Linked DNA regions of Hordeum vulgare: region 2 is linked to region 1. A link is a contact called in public Hi-C data. All regions are on one chromosome and are shown on one strand. Each heading gives the region's core, a stretch centred on a gene start, on an enhancer-like site or on the middle of the called end of the contact. The rest is flanking DNA. Distances are from core to core; before and after follow the strand shown.

The links. Hi-C and Micro-C count contacts between places; a contact is called where the count stands out from the background.
Region 2: a contact with region 1 is called in a Hi-C map of seedling, with 4 times the contacts expected there. The contact joins the promoter of LOC123427309 here to the promoter of LOC123427304 in region 1. A contact is called at or near these places in 2 of 6 Hi-C or Micro-C datasets (leaf and seedling).

Annotation. Positions count from the first base shown.
Region 1 is chr2H:565,800,866-565,805,352 of MorexV3_pseudomolecules_assembly, forward strand. LOC123427304 reads left to right here and starts at 2,425. Exons shown (of 6, transcript XM_045111311.1): 1 at 2,425-2,953; 2 at 3,629-3,727; 3 at 4,461-4,487. The coding sequence starts at 2,546. LOC123427303 (mitochondrial intermembrane space import and assembly protein 40 homolog) reads left to right here. Exons shown (of 4, transcript XM_045111309.1): 4 at 1,524-2,000. The coding sequence ends at 1,700.
Region 2 is chr2H:566,271,056-566,275,542 of MorexV3_pseudomolecules_assembly, forward strand. LOC123427309 (ABC transporter G family member 11-like) reads left to right here and starts at 2,661. Exons shown (of 10, transcript XM_045111316.1): 1 at 2,661-3,231; 2 at 4,213-4,487. The coding sequence starts at 2,782.

The DNA.
Region 1 (4,487 bases), core at 1,175-3,674:
GCCAAACCGGAGGAGACACAGGTCGCGAAAGCGCTCCCACGGAGGCATCCCGCCCTTGTCCTGCTTCAGGGCGTAGTACCACGTCTGGGCGGCGCCATAGAGGTGGTAGGAGGCGATCCACGTGCGGTCGGACGCCATGGTCCGCTGCCCCCTGAAAAACTGGTCGCACTGATTGAGCCAGTTCAGGGGGTCGACGGTGCTGTCGTAGGTGGTGAACTCCAGCTTGGTGAAGCAGGGTGGCTGCTGCACGTGTGGCGAGACCGCGTAGGCGCCCTCGTGACGACCCAACGCGGCAGAAGGAGAGTGCCGCGGCACCACGGAGCGCTTGGCGTACGGGTCAGTGGACCCGCCGAACCCCCCGAAGGTGGGGGCGAGTGGCTGCAACACGGTCGGCTGTAGCGGCGCCGTCGTGTAGGTCGGCGTGTCGATCCACGTCGGTAGCGGGGACGACGACGGCGACCACCGGACCTGGGTGATCGGCAGGCCCTGGGGCGCGACGGTGGCCGGGGGCGGTGGCGCGAAGGGCGCCGCTGGCGGAGGCGGTGGTGGCGGGGTTGCGTACGGAGCCTGTAGGAAAGTCTGGAGGTTCGAGACCGCCAGGGTGAGGTCGCGGATCGCCGAGGACATCTCCGCCGGGGAGAGGACGGGGCAGCTTCGGCCGCCAGGGCCGCGGTACCGGAGGCGGCCGGTGGCGGCAGCTGCTGCGAGGTGGCGGGGAAGGCGGTGGTGGCGGCGGCTGTGGTGGTGGGAAGGTCCGACAAATTCATCGAACCCAAGCTACCTGATACCAAATTGGTAGAGGCTAGGGTTCTACCAGGTCTCGGACGTAGGTTGTAGGGGTGGAAGTGCGGGCTGCGAGGTTGGGCGTGAGAGAGAGAGGGAGAGTCGGCTAGGGTTTGGGGCTCCCGTCTCCTGAGGGAGACGACAACAGAATACTGTTTATTGTCTGCTTAATATCGAAGGGGTACATGTGTTTATATAGGAGGACAGCCTCCACTAAACCCCAGATAACTTGGACTTCTAATATAACTTGGACTCTAATATAACTTGGACTTCTAATATAACTTGGACTCTAATATAGCTAAGATAACTAGGGCTAAGCCCGTAACTAACCCTGCCCGTTGGGCCTCCTCCGTTGGTACGTTGTACCGGTCATAACAGTTACACTACAATGTTACTGATAGCCAATTATAATTCAATTTGATCAGGAGTACTTATTCAGGTTACTTGTTAATTCAACATAAAATAAAACCCCGAGGGTTTACCCTCTTTCCTCTTTAAAGTGAAAAGAGTCAAGAAATGCAGATGCTATAACTTGACTGGACACAAATTCTTCTGGTTTCTGTTTTCAAATGTGTGTTTTTACACTCTTTGTAATACTCGTATTTCATAATGTTTTGAGTTTGCTGTCACATACAAACCTCTTCTGCTCGTATGCTGTTAAATGCTATTGACTGTCTGGTTCATGTCTACTTCTTCCTGAATATTGACTTACACTAAACTTGCTTCCTTTGCCTTGCCAGGGATCAGATTGTGTGCAGCCCTTTATCGCGCTGCAGAACTGCATCAAGGAGAATCCAGCGGCATTTTCTAAGGAGATATTGGAAGAGGAGGAGAAGGACGAGGAGGCTGAGAAGTCTGACCTGAAAGTTAGAGCTCCAGCATGGTCTAGAGAATCCAAATCCAAACCAAAGCTTTGAGATCCTGTGGTATTAAGCTGACAGCCTGATACAGAGATTGCCCCGATTCACACTCTTCACCTTGTTTCTCCTATAAATTCTTCCGTTATAGGCAAGATTAAGCATCCAGGATTTTATGGCAGGCATAAGCACAGTTTGTGTGGCAGAAATATTTCCACACTTTTTTTTTTGGAATTACATTACACGTTATTGAAATGAGAAACTGGAAAACATGTATTCTAGAGACTTCAGTTTCTGAACGGATTAGACGAGAAATTGTTGTCAGCTCATTATACGAAATCCATGGACCTTGTTAATCCATGCCTTCTTAACTGTGCAGTGACAGTTATTTGACCTTGTTGCGGATGTTGCTATCTGTCTCTTAACTCTGAATTTACTTATGATAACAGTGCAATTACACGACATGTTCAATTTACCACTTTGGTGGGCATGGTCTTAATTATTCTCAAAAAAGAAAGATATGGTTTTAATTTTTTTGCAAGAGCTTTCGGGGAAGCTCAACGATGTAACTTCGGGATTCTGATTTCTGAAGAACTGGACTCGGCAGAGAATTTTTATTCTTTTTCTTTTTTGGTTTCTTTTCCTTTTTTCCTTTTTGGTCTCTTTTTCTTTTTCTTTTGAGAGCTGCCCCCCAGGTAGGTGACACAAGCCCAAAAAGGATGTTGTCTTGGTGGGCTTTCGGCCCTTATTACTGCTCTTCCTCTCTCCCAACCCGTCACAGTTTTATTGTTCAGCCACTGCCTACTCTGGCTTGGTCTCTTCTCCGCACCCCGGAGGAGTCCCCACCAACTCCACCTCCGCCGCGATAAGCCCTAGCCTCCGCCTCCGCCTCCGCCTCCGTCTCCATGGCGACCACCACCCTTTTCCACCCGCTCTCCATCCCCGTCGCCGGCGGCCGCGTCCGGCGCTGCCCCCTCACCCTGCCCGCCCCGACCCGCGCGACCCCCCGGCGGTCGACGCCCCTCCTCGTCGCCCGCGCCAAGCGCACCAACAACTCCAGCGCCGCCCCGAAGCGAGAGGCGGACGAGGAGGTGGAGGTCGAGGAGGAGCTGCCGTGGATCCAGGACAAGGCGCTGGACCTCGTGGAGTTCACCGGCACCGTCACGCAGGCCATCCCCGGCCCCCGCGTCGGCTCCAGCCCCGTGCCGTGGCTCCTCGCCGTGCCCCTCGCCTACGTCGGCATCTCCTTCGCCCTCTCCGTCGTCCGCACCGTCCGCAGGTTCACCTCCCCGCGCACTCAGAAGAAGAAGAGGGTGAGCCTTCGAGTCTGCAATTCATTCGATGCTTAGTGGGAGACTGTGGAGGTGATACGATTAGGAGTTTAGTTACACTTTGGTAGTCCCTCTCTAAGATTGGACATGTTGCTTGTGCTTCAATTCTTATTTATGTCGGTAGATAATGAAGTGATGCTATATTTCTCTTATGAATTATGATAAGAGTTTTAGCCATGGCTAAATGTACGCACATTGTGTGAAGCAGTGGTTCGTGTGTTCATTGCAGACTCCAATAGTCGTTCATTGGGTGCTAACATTGTTCAAGGATCCAGAAATATGGGACATTGGCTCTTTTTTTAAGCGGGGATTTCTATGTTGCAATTTCATTTCTATTCATAAAATATCATAGAACCATGAGTCATGACCATACTAAATAATTCAGTTTGTTTCAGTTAATCAGTAGGATGTTACTTTCGAGTGAGAGAAAGAATCAGGAGAACTTTTTTTCATTTTGTACTAATGAAGTTTCTGAATCACAAGCTAAGCTTATCTTTTGGTTGATCACAATTCACAAGCTAAGCTCATCTTTAGGCTTTATTTTCTCTTTTTCTTGCTGATGTTCTTGATGGAACTATAAATTCTATTGCTCTCATACGTCATAACCGTTATCCAGATATATTTTTGGCATTTCATGGTGACTCCGTTTCTTTGCAGGTGACCAAGAATATATTCTTGTTGAAGTCACTAGATGAGTTGTTTCAGAAGGGCAGGGAAGCAGTGGATTTTCCAGCTATCCAAGAACTAATGCAAAAGGTGTGCCCTTGATTCAACCATTATTCCTGAGAATCTGAACTTATATTGGACTGCTGTTACCACAGACCTGCTTTATTTTCTCAACAAATGAATCTACTTTGGCCAGTGTTACTCAGATATCTTATTCTGGAAGATTAAATTACACTGATGACTTGTGGTAAAAATATTTGGACTAAAGACTATCTACTTGCAAAGATCTAAACCAGAAATTTTGCTGGTCAGAATAGATTTTGACATATCAAACTGTAATGCACCAATGTGTTACAGTATATGTGGATTGAACTAGCCCTTTCCATTAGTTCGGACTTTTGGTTGTGTTGGCTAGTGCATGAAGCTTAACATGGTATCGGAGCTAAGGTCTTGAGTTCAAGTCCTGGTTTTTGCAATTTATTTAAAAAATTGCTGGTAGCCCCCTTTGTGTCCACGTAGAGGCATCTTGAGTCATACGTGAGTTTCGCGCGCCGTCGCTCTCTTCCGGTTGCACGTGTTGACTTATCTTCCCCGTCACACGTGAGAGGGGGTGTTACAGTATATGTGGATTGAACTAGCCCTTTCCATTAGTTCGGACTTTTGGTTGTGTTGGCTAGTGCATGAAGCTTAACACAATGCACCCATTTGGCCATTTCTACTGCTGTTTGAGGAATGGTTTTCTTATTATGTTGTTGGCTGCAAAGCTATCTGGCTATAGTGAGGACTACATATACACTTTTAACCTTTTCTCCCATGTATTCAGACAGGATTTGACATGGATGATGTAGTA
Region 2 (4,487 bases), core at 1,411-3,910, 470 kb after region 1:
TGTTTAATGCTATGATTATAATTTATTTTTAATACTTTTCTCATAGTTGCGGATGCTTGTGGGAGGTTTAATCATAAGTAGGAGGTTTGTTCAAGTAAGAACGGGTCCCGGGCACCGATCCACCCACATATCAAATTATCAAAGTACCGTACGTGAATTAACCCTCCATGCCTAATGTGACTAGATGAAATTCCCGTGTGCCCTCAAAAATGTTTTGCCTATTATAAGAAATCATTCCGGCCTGTCCTTTGCCACACAAGAATTGGGCTACCTCATTGCACTTATTGTTACTATTGCGACTCGTTACTTGTTACAGTTATCTTTCTATCAAACAACTTATTACCGCTATTTCAGTGCTTGCAGAAATTACCTTGCTGAAAACCGCTTGTCATTTCCTTCTGCTCCTCATTGGGTTCGACACACTTACTTATCAAAAGGACTACGATTGATTCCCTATACTTGTGGGTCATCAACAACTTCTAGATTCTTTTAGATCTGGGTGGATACTTTGTGTGTCTTGGTCATAGTGTCGCGGTAATGGATGATCTCATGGTATTCGGTGTGTTCGCAGTCTCCTTAGATGTTTGGCTTGTCCAGGGTGGAAATATGCTACGCAGATTGCAACCGACGTCGTCTTCTAGTATACATCGACGACTTCCTCATCACTGTTTCTATAAACTCATAGTTTGCTCCATCAAGGTGGAGGCCGAGAGGTGTCCACAAGCTTTGATCATGGCATGCCACTGGTGGATGCAAAAGATAGAAAATTCAGCACCAAAAAGTTTTGGATTCATTTTTTTTGTTTTTCTATAAAGGTGTGCTCGAAAGGACCTGATGCTTAATATATGACCTTATAACTTTCTGCAAAAAATGGAAGAGTTGTTGTACTCCCTCCGTCCGGGTGTATAAGTCATTTTAGGTTGTGCACCGTGACCAAGACGGAGAGGAAAACGAGAGAAATAAATGATAATTTGCTAATAAATACCATTGCATGCAATGAATTGGCCACTGCATGTCATGCTAGTTAGTCTCAAGTCATTAAAAACATATACGTCACATGTCTCGTTTATTCAAGTCAAAAAATAAGAAACGAGGTGAAAGTTAATGCACCACACCGAGACAGAGGGAGTAATGAAAATGTCGAGAGTTTTACACACAAGTGACAACCCAATCAACACAGAAAACACTATTATGAGAAGAAAAAAATTAGGGGGGGGGATATAAAATATAACATTAAACATTAAGGGGAAGACATAAAATCCTAGAAACGTTACAAAAGTGTTTAGGAAAAAATACACAACAATGTGAAATATACAGGAGTCCAATATAATTCAACAAAAATCAAGATGTTTCTTCTTAGAATTATTTATATTATGATACAAATGCCCATCACTTCCAATAAACCTCATCGAGTATTTCTAGTTATTATGTACATCTCCAAGTATCTTTCTTCTACTTCTACATTTTCCCCTATGTTCAATTTCTCATAGAGAATCTGTATTATTAGATTTTTAGTTTGTGCTTTTCTTTACATATTGTTGAATTTTTATTATGTTTCTTCCAAGATGCCTGATTGGAAAAAGAAAAGAATTTTATTTTCTTCGGATTTTATTCATGCTATGATGCTGAAGTTTTCACATGCATGAAGCCACCCACGGATATTTCTATTAAAGGAGAGTGTGTTGTTGTCATGGTAGGTTTGTGTTTGTACGCTCGTGTGTCGCTCCTCCTTTCAAAATCACGTCCTACATTAGTTTAATCAAATTAAATCTTATGAAAACCTCAACTAAATCAAAAAGAAAAAAGCATTGCCTTTCCATAGGCATACCCCAAGCAAACCAAATCTTAACAAAACCCCAATTTAATTAAAACATTCCCTGTCATCTCTACCGTACACAAATTAAATTAAATCTTACCAAAATTCAGAATGTTATAGATGTAAGGTATTTGTCAAACTCGATTGATGTTAAACTTCTAGAATATGTATGTCTCTGTTGCAACGCATGGGCAATTAGCTAGTCAATACTGAAAACGGAATTATCCAGAGAAAAGAGAAATTCTAAACGGTCTTGACAATTACAAACCAAGAGTGGGAATGAAGAGACCAACCTTAGACCATAGTGACTAAAATTAACGGGCCAATGAGAAGAGAAAATTAAGAGGGATGTTTCTTCTGAATTGTTGAAGGGATTTAAATGAAACATTATTGTTCATCTTTCCTTGATGGATTTGCCATGCTTGCTGAAGAAATTTTCCAACAAATCGCCATAAAAACGTTTGTTTTGCCATGCTTAAAATCCGACCTCGGTTTTTAAAGCATTTTGTGGGGGGAAATGTGGAAGGTTTTTCTTGGGGTATCCCGTACATGAATAAAAGATTCCTACCGTCACACAAATTTCCCAAAAGTGGCTTGGTTCCAAACAAAACCCTAACCCAGCACTGTTGCATAATAACAGGAGTAGTGTTGGAGTAGGCCATGGGCTGTCAGCCAAAGCCTAAAGAGGACAATTGGTTGTCAGTTTGTTAATAGATGGGCTCGCTCGCAGCCGCACAGCTCTCCCTCCGATTGCTCCATCCATCCATTAACTCCCCCCACCTTCATTATGCATGCATGCTTTGCCTTCCTCCTTTATAACTCTTGCCCTTGCTACCCCCTCCCTCCCTCCTACAGCAGCAGCAGCAGCAGCAGCAGCTAAACACAAGCCTCACTCCACATCGCATCGGCCGGCCTCTCCCTCCGAGGAGAGCTCCCGCACGTCGCCGCCAGTGCGGGCGAGAGCCATGAGAGGAGGAGGAGGAGGAGGAGGGGAGGACACGCGGAGGACGGCGGCCGGGCAGGCCATGGTAGAGCTGCAGGCCAACGGGGCGACCGCGACGTCGGCCAGCGGCGCGATGGTGGTGGGGCTGAGCCCGCTGAGCGAGACGCTGTGGCGTGACAGCAAGGCGCTGCCGGGGGCCGGCGCGGCGGCGCTCATCGGCGAGGTGTCGGCGAGGCTGACGTGGAAGGACCTGTCGGTCACCGTGGCGCTGGGCCCCGGGAAGACGCAGACCGTGCTGGACGAGCTCACCGGCTTCGCCGAGCCCGGGTCGCTGACGGCGCTCATGGGCCCGTCCGGCTCCGGCAAGTCCACCCTCCTGGACGCCCTCGCCGGCCGCCTCGCCGCCAACGCCTTCCTCTCCGGCAGCGTCCTGCTCAACGGCCGCAAGGCCAAGCTCTCCTTCGGCGCCGCGGTACGTACGGCCAGCCACCTCGTCCCACCCCACTCGTCCCACTTCTCCTTTAACCTTCACCTGCTTGGCTCGTTTTCATCCGACAGCGAAAACCGCCATTTTTGGGCATTAGGCTCCCCATGTGAGTTCCACCCGCCCCAGCTAGCGTTCATGCCATTTCCGAGCATGGCATGGAGTAGATGCCATGGCGCGGTACGTTTCGAGCGGTAGAGCGGCGCCGTACGGTCGCGCTCACCGGCTAATTAATTCCACGCCGGTGCGTAGTTATCGGCGCCATGAAAAATCCACGGTGCATACTATGGCGGCCTGCCCCCAGCACCCCTACGCTAGTAGGAGTAGCGCGATCGATAGGGTGCCGCGTTGAGTGAGAGTGGTTGGGTGCAGCAATTAATAGGTTCGTTCAGTTTTCTGATCCCATTGCTGCTTTGCTTTCAATTCGATGCTGCCCTTCATACAGATCTCGTACGCCTAGTTAGTTTTATTTTCTCTCCGTCTGACCGACCGACCTCAACGGCGAAATATCTTCTCTTCCGTGCATGGTTCAAAGAGAAACGGAGACGGGCCTGCTGCGACCTACCCACCCCCTGACCCCGAGTAGTAATAGCATAAATACGGACAGTTGTGTAATTTGATTTGTTATTGTGGCACTGTTGCGAATTTATGACGTGCAGTTTTGGGATCTTTTTCTACCACTTAGTATACGGCAGTAGATTGTGGAGTAGTAGCTAATAGCTTGTGGCCCGTAATAAAACTTACTAGTAGTGATTAGTTTTGCCAGCATGGGACGAAAAGCAGTGGGCCCTCTCCTCTGGATATGTATGTACGCACTCTGGGTTTGGTCTAGCCGACTTCCAGCACTAGCAGTACAAGTTTGGATGCGACGAAACGACCAGAATACTACTTTTCGGACCCATGGCAACGTGACCAATCCTCGTAGTAGAAGAAGAATGGGCGATGATGATGATGTGGTGGTGTATGCAGGCGTACGTGACGCAGGACGACAACCTGATCGGGACGCTGACGGTGCGGGAGACGATCGGGTACTCGGCGCTGCTGCGGCTGCCGGACAAGATGCCCCGCGACGACAAGCGCGCGCTGGTGGAGGGCACCATCGTGGAGATGGGGCTCCAGGACTGCGCCGACACCGTCATCGGCAACTGGCACCTCCGCGGCGTCAGCGGCGGCGAGAAGCGCCGGGTCAGCATCGCCCTCGAGCTCCTCATGCGGCCCCGCCTCCTCTTCCTCGACGAGCCCAC